3 separate regions of the Mus musculus genome follow, and regions 2 and 3 are each linked to region 1. The links are chromatin contacts, called in public HiChIP or PLAC-seq maps. All regions are on one chromosome and are shown on one strand. The core of a region is the stretch at or near the end of the contact, and the rest is flanking DNA. Distances in the headings are between cores, read along the strand shown.

Region 1 (2,954 bases), core at 182-2,681:
AAAGGCCCCTAAGAAAGCACTGAGTCTCTCATCTCCCACAGCAGCCCAGTGACAGGTACTGATCAAGTCTTGAGGTTGCCATTGTCATCAACTGCATCATGTTCCCAATCTCAGAGTGAGTTCTCAGAGGCCAGAGGACAGGAGACACCAGACAAATGAAGGGCTAGGGCAGGAGAATCCTAGGCTGAGGGAGCAGCCGGCCCAAAGATGGAACACAGCAGACTCACTTCTGAACTTTGTGGTCCACAGCATGACTAAAGATGAGATAGAGGACTCAGCAGGTAACAGGTGCCCAAGGACAATAGGCTTTGAGTGGGTTAAGTGGGCATTGTAAGCTAAGGGTGAAGGGACTCATATTTCCTCTGGAAGGCAGCTGACCTGTGAATGGGTTGAAGGACAACTGAATATTCTCAGGACTATGTCCAAGCATGTGATAATAATAGCCCGAGCGCGGAACGAATGAATGAATGAATGAATGAACGAATGAATGCCTAGAGAACAATAGAAATAATTAGGGTTCAATCCTGAAGCCCACTCGTAAGAATGACTACACTTAGAGGGTTGCATATTTTACTTTTAGAGAGTGGGAAGAATAATTTTGTGAACTATGAAAAGAATTTAAATCCTGTGTTGCTCCATTAATGATCAAGACAAGACATGTCTTAATAAGAGAATTAGCAGCACAAAAAAAAAGAAAAGAAAACAAAAGAAAAAAGGAAAAGAAAAAAAAAAGATAAAAGGGAAAAAAAGAAAAAAAATCCTGGGAGGAGAAACTGTTGGGGGAGGATCATGTTTGGGAACTAATTGAAGATTTGCGATAGTAATTTTTAAATCATAGACATGAATTAAGTCTGGACCGTGATGGCTGCATTCACTACACACAGCGGTTGGAGGATGATACAAATGGTTATATGATATTATATATTGAACCTCCACATTACAAGATTGTTGGAAATTAAGCTGTTTGTAACTTCCTTTGGAGGCAAGAGAAATATGTGTGCAAATGTTAATCAGGCCCCCGACCTGTCTTTTGGTGCAGTTTGATAGCCATATCTGGGATGGGAGCCAAACTCTCCTTTAGGGGAGAGCTAGCAGTCCCTAGAGCCTCGGTGATGAATTGCAGAGTCTGGGAACAGGAGAGGAAGTGGCCAGGACTAGAACAAAGGGCTGGAGCTGTGGTGGGTGCCTGGCTCCTCGTGGCTGCAGGCGGTATGTTCTGTGACTCTGGCTTTTATACAGCTCCTTTCTCAGCCCTCAGAATTCTTAATCCTATTTTCATTGCCCTAGGTAAACCGGAAAATATTTCCTTCTTGAATGCGGTTACTCACACAATAAACAGGTAATAAACATTTTACTGCCCTGAGCAGCCTCCTGCCGGGCAGGCAGGCTGGGGAGAAAAGGCTGCAGTGGGTGACCCCCTACAGGACAAACTGCAGGCGACAAAGGAGGCTAGTAACCCTTTAATAGTGCTCACCTCAGTGGTTCCGGGAGAGTGACCCTGAGCTGCTGGCACGAATTAGCCAGCCCCAGCGCTAGGGAGTCCTCCCTGCTTGAGGCTAGTAAGGGAAGATTTGATTTCACCAAAAGGCAATTTAGTTGCCATTTCAAAGCTCTGGCTGGCTAAACTAAGGATGTGGATGAAGCAGGGTTTACAATCTCTCATCTTAAACCTTGAGCAGGGAGCTCTGAAGGCTGGAAGGCCGGAGAAGTAGTTCTGGAAACAGGGATTCTCTCTCTAGTTTGCATCTTGCTTTCCAACACATCTTTATTTCCTTGTTCTTCTTGATATCTTCTCTGTATATCTGATTAGATAATTCTTATCATCCTTTGTCTTGTGCAAAACACAGTGGACATCTTATCTTCCCTCTCTCCCTCCCCTTCTCCCTCCCCTTCTCCCTCCCTCTCTCCCTCCCCTTCTCCCTCCCTCCCTCCCTCCCTCCCTCTTTCCCTCCCTCCCTCCCTCCCTCCATCTTGCTTTTCTGAACATCAAACCCAGGGCTTTGTGCATGCATCCTAATCCAACATCATGTAGATGTGTGTGTGTGTGTGTGTGTGTGTGTGTGTGTGTGTGTGTGTATGTGTGTGTGTATACACATCACACACATACACACACACATATATATACACATACACATACTCTTAAAAACATTTCATTTTTCATGTATTTATTATTTAGGGGCACTGTGGAGGTTAGCCAGTTCTCTCCTTCCACCTTGAAGATTTCTGAGGAGGAAACTCGATCACCAAGCTCGGTGGCAAAGTGATTTCACCAGTGGAGCCATCCTGTTCTCCAACATTTTTTCAATCACACCCAGGGTTCCCTCAAAAGCCTGCTACCAGGCTGGGAGAGATGGCTCAGTGGATAAGATTCTTACCAGGCAAGCCTGAAGATCACAGCTCAGATCCCCAGACCCACAAAAGGCAGACAGATGTGTTAGAAGGCACCTGAAACCTTGATTCACTTGCGGTGAGATGGAAGGCAGAGACAGGACAACACCTCCAGCTAGCCGGACTTCTACAGTGGTGATCAATAAGAGACTCTGCTCAAAGCAAGCTGGGAGCAAGGACAACCAAGACTGTCCTCTAGTCTGTACATCTGCTCTGCTCTGTCTGTCTGTCTCACTCATTCTCTCTCCATCTCTCTCTGTCTCTCTGTCTCTCTCTCATTCTCTCCCTCCTCTCTCTCTCTCATGCATGAGCACACACGGACACGGACACGGAGACACACACACACACGCACACGCACACGCGCACACACATATACTTTCTTCCCTAAAAGCCTGTTATCTTCAGCTCAGTTAAAGCTTTTTGAGATTTTCAGCTGCCTGGGAAATATTTCAGTTCTCTTTCACTGAAAGTATAACTCACAACAGTGAGGAGACACTGTGCCTTCCTTCCACTGTAGGAAAGAAGGCATAGCCAAACAGAATCGGATAAAGTCTGCCCCCCCCCCA
Region 2 (2,954 bases), core at 213-2,712, 180 kb after region 1:
AAGAGCTATTGGTTCTGTGTCTCCGGGGCACTATAAAGGCCCCAGCATCTTTCTCCCTTTGCCTCTCATGCTGGTGGTTGAAGCACAGGGGTGCAGAGATCCCACCTCCATCCTGATTTCCCAGTGGTTCCTATGGAGAAAGATGGAGTGGCCACCTCCTGAAATAGTACATCTCTATGTGATAGTCTCTCCCCACTCCCCTGGCTTCACGATGAGATATTTGAATCCACATGCCCTCTGGGAATGACTGTGGTTTGAAGGCTACAAAGACACACATGCTGGTCAGTTGCTATACCCAAACAGTGCCCCAGAGACTCATAGCTGCCCTGCTCAGCAGTGGTTAGCCCAGTCCTGTTGTGCTTACACCAAGGACTTCTGTGTTTTCTGGGCCAGCCAGAAGGACATTGAAGGGGTAGTTCCTCTAACAGATGGCATTTTGATAACCTTCTCCTTCCACTATGGTGGAGACTGACCTCACTTCTTTGATTGATCCTGTCTTCTAGCCACACACAGGTTTGGTTTTACAGGTCTCATTCCACTTGTTGGAGACCCTTCCTACTAGGGCTTCCAGTTTCTCTTGGTCACAGTTCCCAGAGCTAAGCCCCAGTGGGGAAGCACTTGTTTCCTTAAGAAGAGATCTGGACCAAGCCTCAGATCCTTTCTCTCCATCCTATGCTAACCTTAAACCACTATGCTTTGTAAAAGGCTGGAGACCAGGGGGTGGGGATGGGGGAGTCAGAGTAGGGAAATCACCTTGGCCCAGAGCTCTCTTGCTTTGGCTTCCTCCATAGCAGGCTGGCTGCCTAAGTGTTTATACCATCCGCTGATATGAATGCACTAACACGAAGAACAGCAGCTACTGCAAGCATGGAAGCAGCAAGGACCAGAAAACAGATGCAGAAATGCCAGGGCGAGCGAGGCTCCATCCTTTTCTCTGCCCCATGTCTCCAGGGAGGCAGCAGTTGGCCAGTTTAGGCCACATGACACTGCTTTCTCTCTAGATTCTTCCTTGCTATCAAACCACTCCATCCCCACGTTTCTATTTCAGGGGCTGACGTAGGCAGAGTTGTGGAGGAGGGAGCCATCCCCTCCTAGACTTTAGGCTTCCCTTCCAGCTGCTTCTGCGTTTGTGGGGGAGGAACAGGACGGCTGCCACGACTCTAGCAGCTTGATGAATGCTGCCCTGGTCAATGTTTAACTTAACAAGAGCTTTTATTGCTGACTTGTGTTTGTTCTTTTCCTCCCCCAACCCCCAGGTCTAATAGCAAGGAAAGTTTTGTAAGCAAAAAAAACAAAGAAGGTTACCAGGAAAATTCTTGGTAGCAAAGTCTTGCGTTGAAAGGAGGCAGAAGGGGGCTTTAAGCTCCAGCTTGGGAAGGTTGATTGTCACAGGACTATAGAGATCCACAGGCAGCCTGCCATGTGTGGGTGTCAGAGGCCCTCTGTTCTGGGTACCTCCTGGCTTAAGTGTAGAGAGGTCATCTAGAGGCAGCTCAGGAAATGATCAGGTTGCGGACAGAGATCAGTAAGTAACTGGGTTTTTAGAACCCTTATTTATTTATTTATTTATTTATTTATTTATTTATTTTAAATCAGTCATGGTTGTGTGCATTATAACTCAGAGAGAGGGGGGGATTGAGAGAGATTGAGATAGATAGATAGATAGATAGATAGAGTAAGTAAGTAACTTGGGCTAGGACTATGAGCCAGCCTAGAGTATCAGCAGGTCCATTCCCCATCCTGTCAAAAAGAAGGCTGGCAGCAGCTGGTAAATGACAGCCAATGCTGTCCTCTGACTTCCACATGCATAGTGTGTACCCTACCACCACAGGAACACACATGCATACAGTGTGCACCCCACCATAGGAACACATGAATGCATGGGCCCCTCCTCCCAGAGAAAGGGGCCGGACAGGCAGCCAGTGTCCTTCCCACAGACAGGAGCGGAACTCAGGGAGCACACTGACCTCCCACTGTCCTCTCAGGTGACGGGAAGACATAAAGAGGAAGCAGGTGCACTTCAGAATGGTAACCAGCAGAGGTGACCACCTTCCTCACCGAACACCTGCACACACCCCCCCCCCCGCCCCCGTGACTGTGGCGAGTGAAGGCTGGTGGGTGGAGGTCCACCGAACAGAGTACCCTTCTCTGATACCCTCATACCGAGAGCATGCAAGTTTTTTTTTCCCTGTAAGAATGTGAGCAGAAAGAAGGCATGGCACCCTCAGGATTGGCACACACAGACCTCCAACAAGATTCCCCAGGATTCTCTAGACCCTGGTTATCCCCAAACCTCAGCTGGGAGCCCCAAAGTCCAAGATTCCCTCTACAACCCTGCAGGGGCTACAAGAAGAGGAGCTCTCTAAGCCTCTGTGAGCACTCAACCTTTCATGTTTGCATAAGAGAAAAACAAACTGATACAACCAAACGCCAGCCAGCCGGGATTTTAGTGTTTCTCTAGAACAGAAGTTATTGTAACTGTGAGAGACTGATTCACGGCTTCAGAAGAAAGTGATCAAGTAGGCCCAGTGACACAGACCCTAAGCCTGTATGGTTAGACTCTTCTGAAAGCGTATGCCTACAAATACATTTATATCCTTGGAGTCTTACTGGCAGAAGTACAGGGAAATAGGACCCTTGGTTGCCGGGAGGGAAGGAAACTGGAAGATGAGAAGAACAAGATATTGTTCGTATATGAGTGTGCACATATGGGAACATACACATGTTCAGAAACACAGGTACACATAGAGAAACACATATGGAGGTCAGCACACAACACTGTGTATCCTTTCCCAGGTAGTGGTCTCCATCTTTTGGAGAAGAGGCAAGTACTCTCCTGGTACTCATTATGAGGGCTATGAGTCCTGACCCCGGAGCCCCGTGGACTAAATTGTCTCTGCCTCCCTGGTGCTGGGATTCCAGCCGCACACTACCTGCTGAGCTCCTTTAACACT
Region 3 (2,954 bases), core at 229-2,728, 150 kb after region 1:
TAATCTACAGGCCAATTGTTACACTTTGGCACACCTTGTTACAGAATTGCCTCTTGTTGAGGGAGGGAGGGTACAGATGCATCCAAGAAGACAGAAACAGCTGACCCTTTAACAGCAAAATTAAAGGTCTGCAGGGACCTTGCTGTCTGAGGTGCATGGCTCCAACTTCCCATCTCTAAGGCTCCAACCCCAGAGCTGGCATCCTGGAGTATACCGATGAACGATAAATGCTGTGCAGGAATTAAGCTTGGGCTAGGGCATGGCCACAGAGCTACCATGAGGGTGGAGTACTTAACCCTCATCGAGACTGGGCTGATTTGGGCTCAGTTAGGCTGCAGTTGGAAACAGGCAAGGCAGACCGTCTGTCTGCTCTAGAATCTTCTCTGTGCTCTACTTACTCAACTGAGGCACCTGAGAACACAGTTCCCCAACTTTCTCTGGCTGGACCCTGCTGCCCTCTCTTCTCCTTTTGATCCAGTTTACCCCTCATTTTCTTCCCGACCCTTAGAAGTTCAGAGCCCTTTCCCCATTTCTCACACTGCTCCCCTCAAGTCCTAACCCCTCCCCCACCTCCAGGCTTCAGGATGGCCCCGGTGGATGCTGCAATGCCGGGTTTCCCAGCCTCTGGCTTGCTCGGATCCCCTCCCCCTTCTGGCTGGCACACAGAAGCTGGCCACTTTGTGTATTTACAAACCACAGTTTTCTGTCTGCCTCCCTCCCTCAAGCAGCTTGCTATTGCTCCTGTGCGGTTTTCCTCACAGCCTTCCCTCACAAATTCAACACCACCACTCCCTTGGTGCAAAACAAGCGGGGGGGGGGGGGGGGGCTTGCTGGGGCTTGCAAAAAGGAGGGGGGGGCGCGCTTTCCTCCAGTCCGTTCTTTGCCACTGCCGGTGTTCAAGCCAATCTGTGGGGAGTTGGCAATTCTAACATAATGAGATATTAATGAGTTTTGCACGTGTCCCTAGCCACAACACTTCTAGTCCCCTCCCCTTTCACCTTCCTCTTCTAGAAACCTGGGGCGAATGGGCTCCATCTCTAACACTGGGAATCCTGCGTTTCCCCTTGGAGCCCATCCTGTCAGGCTCCAAAGTGGGGCGTAGCTGCCCGGCTCACAGCTCACCTCAAGCCACCAGTATTACAGAGCACCAAATGGTCTGGCATCGCCTTGTTTCCTGGCCTAATGGATGCTTGTTTAAACACCGGAGCTGTTTGCATTGCTGCGGCTCACTGCCTGTTAAACACAGTCCTCTGAAACCCTATGCCAATCCAATAAAGGTATCAGCAGTTCGGTGTGGGGAGGCAATTACTATATAGTCCCAAGTGTGCCTTTCTAAGCTCGAGGAAGGAAAATGTGATCGAACAACTAAAAGGAAAATCTGATTCGGCTCAGCATCACGTGGAGGACACAAGGCTTAACTGCAGCCAGGTCTGTGGAGGGCAGAGGGAAATCAATGCGCGAGCAAGCGCACATCAGCAGCAGAGCACTAAGCCAGCCAGTTAGTAACACTGTCCCCCATGCTCACCAGAGGCACCCGCCTGTCCTACCCTGTAGCTCCCTTTGGCCTGCTAGCTTGCTTTGTCATCACAGGGGCTACACTAACTTAGATTTTAATGACGATCTGTCATTTTTCTGAACACCCTGCCTCTTCTCTCTCACCTTTAATTCCTTAAGCACTCACATAAAAATGGCTTTTCTTGTGCAAGATCATTACCATATCAAAGGAGTCAGAGAGGGAGTAAAAATGATAGAGGGGTAATATGCAGGCAGGCAGGAGAAGGCGAGCCTGCTCCAGAGAGGCCTGCGGGTCCCTAACCTCGAATTAATGATACCAGTCAATAAGGCAATGGATCTGTTTTCTACCTACGCTAAGTCTGAAAAATCAGGGGAATTAGGCCCCAGATTTACCTTACTTCTCACCCAAGAAGAAGTTTTAGGAAGGTGAATTCTTCCCTGTGTTATGAAGTTCTGAGCATGCCGGGAATTGGATTGCTTTCCCCTCTATTCCATTTAAAACCCTGCTCCAAAATGGCCCTCCTTTCTCTAGGAGGAGCGAGAAACAGCAGTGCCTTGTGTCTGGCAACACTGGGGAACGCTATCCACAATGCTCACTGGGGCGCCATCCATTTCCTAGGAATCTTGCCAAATCCCTGTCTGTTCCCCAAGGTTCCTGGCACAGGGGACAGAGCCAGGATGGAGCTGAAGTGCTGTCGTCAGCATTTGCCAAGCAGCTCCTGCATATGGGTACAGGAGGAAGCTGTGCTAGTGAGGGGTTCAGGAACAGGGAGCAGGGGTGGGACTCTGGTCATCCCTGCTGCCTTGCTGCCCATGACAGCATCCAGCATCTGCAGATTGCTCAGCTGCACTCAGAATATAGCATTCAATCCTGAGGCCTACCTAGGGCACTGGAGTAGCACAGAGTTCCAGGAGTAGCATAGGACTCCCTCAGACCTGCACTAGCTGTCTGTTACTTCTGACCTGGCCTTGGACAAAACTGCAGACCGTTCACCCAGAAGGGTGCTGGTCACCAGGCAGCCTGGCTCCACCAGGCAGACAGCATGGCTTTCCTGCCACCATGGGAGAGGCTTCACACCCTGTCACTTCCCTTTGTCACTCAAGGCTATGATGTATGGTCGTGGTCGATGCCTGTGACTGTTGACGCTCCATCAGGTATTGCCCACTTTACATAAACCACCAACTGGTGCTCTCCATGATTTCCTGAGGCCTGGAAATATGGGTATGTTGTGTACCATAAAATTACAAAAATGATGATGGATATCTTCATTGTCCTGCCTATGGGGAAGTGAAATAGTCTACTTAGAGTCCAAACACCCACGTGCGCGCACACATACATACACACACACACACACACACACACACACAACCATACCTTAATATTTTATTTAAATACGTTTCTTATTTTTTACTCTTTGCTTGTTTGTTTTTTCAAGACA

Evidence for each region. HiChIP or PLAC-seq counts read pairs in DNA pulled down with a chosen protein or histone mark.
Region 2: a FOXA1 HiChIP or PLAC-seq map of pancreatic cancer cells shows a contact between it and region 1. The contact joins two enhancer-like sites. A contact is called at or near these places in 1 of 39 promoter capture datasets (cranial neural crest), 1 of 484 Hi-C or Micro-C datasets (the N1E-115 cell line) and 4 of 115 datasets of contacts at active chromatin or transcription factors (cardiomyocytes, embryonic basal ganglia, extraembryonic endoderm stem cells and 1 more).
Region 3: an H3K27ac HiChIP or PLAC-seq map of embryonic stem cells shows a contact between it and region 1, with 5 read pairs. The contact joins two enhancer-like sites. A contact is called at or near these places in 2 of 39 promoter capture datasets (cranial neural crest and liver), 1 of 484 Hi-C or Micro-C datasets (the N1E-115 cell line), 3 of 115 datasets of contacts at active chromatin or transcription factors (embryonic basal ganglia, embryonic midbrain and embryonic stem cells) and 2 of 9 other capture datasets (embryonic stem cells and embryonic tail).

What each region holds. Positions count from the first base shown.
Region 1 is chr3:51,738,095-51,741,048 of GRCm38.p6, forward strand. The region is part of intron 2 of Maml3 (mastermind like transcriptional coactivator 3); the gene reads right to left. Among named protein-coding and RNA genes, the nearest start is that of Gm46803, 32 kb to the left of the region's middle. RefSeq lists an enhancer at 758-1,762. Within about 2 kb of position 1,432, at least 105 of the 459 cell types and tissues checked have an H3K27ac peak or open chromatin away from gene starts, as enhancers often do. A contact at or near this core is called in extraembryonic endoderm stem cells and pancreatic cancer cells, where this site is marked.
Region 2 is chr3:51,915,234-51,918,187 of GRCm38.p6, forward strand. All of the region lies in intron 1 of Maml3 (mastermind like transcriptional coactivator 3), which reads right to left. Among named protein-coding and RNA genes, the nearest start is that of Maml3, 190 kb to the right of the region's middle. Within about 2 kb of position 1,463, at least 144 of the 459 cell types and tissues checked have an H3K27ac peak or open chromatin away from gene starts, as enhancers often do. A contact at or near this core is called in extraembryonic endoderm stem cells and pancreatic cancer cells, where this site is marked.
Region 3 is chr3:51,887,798-51,890,751 of GRCm38.p6, forward strand. All of the region lies in intron 1 of Maml3 (mastermind like transcriptional coactivator 3), which reads right to left. Among named protein-coding and RNA genes, the nearest start is that of Gm46803, 180 kb to the left of the region's middle. Within about 2 kb of position 1,479, at least 123 of the 459 cell types and tissues checked have an H3K27ac peak or open chromatin away from gene starts, as enhancers often do.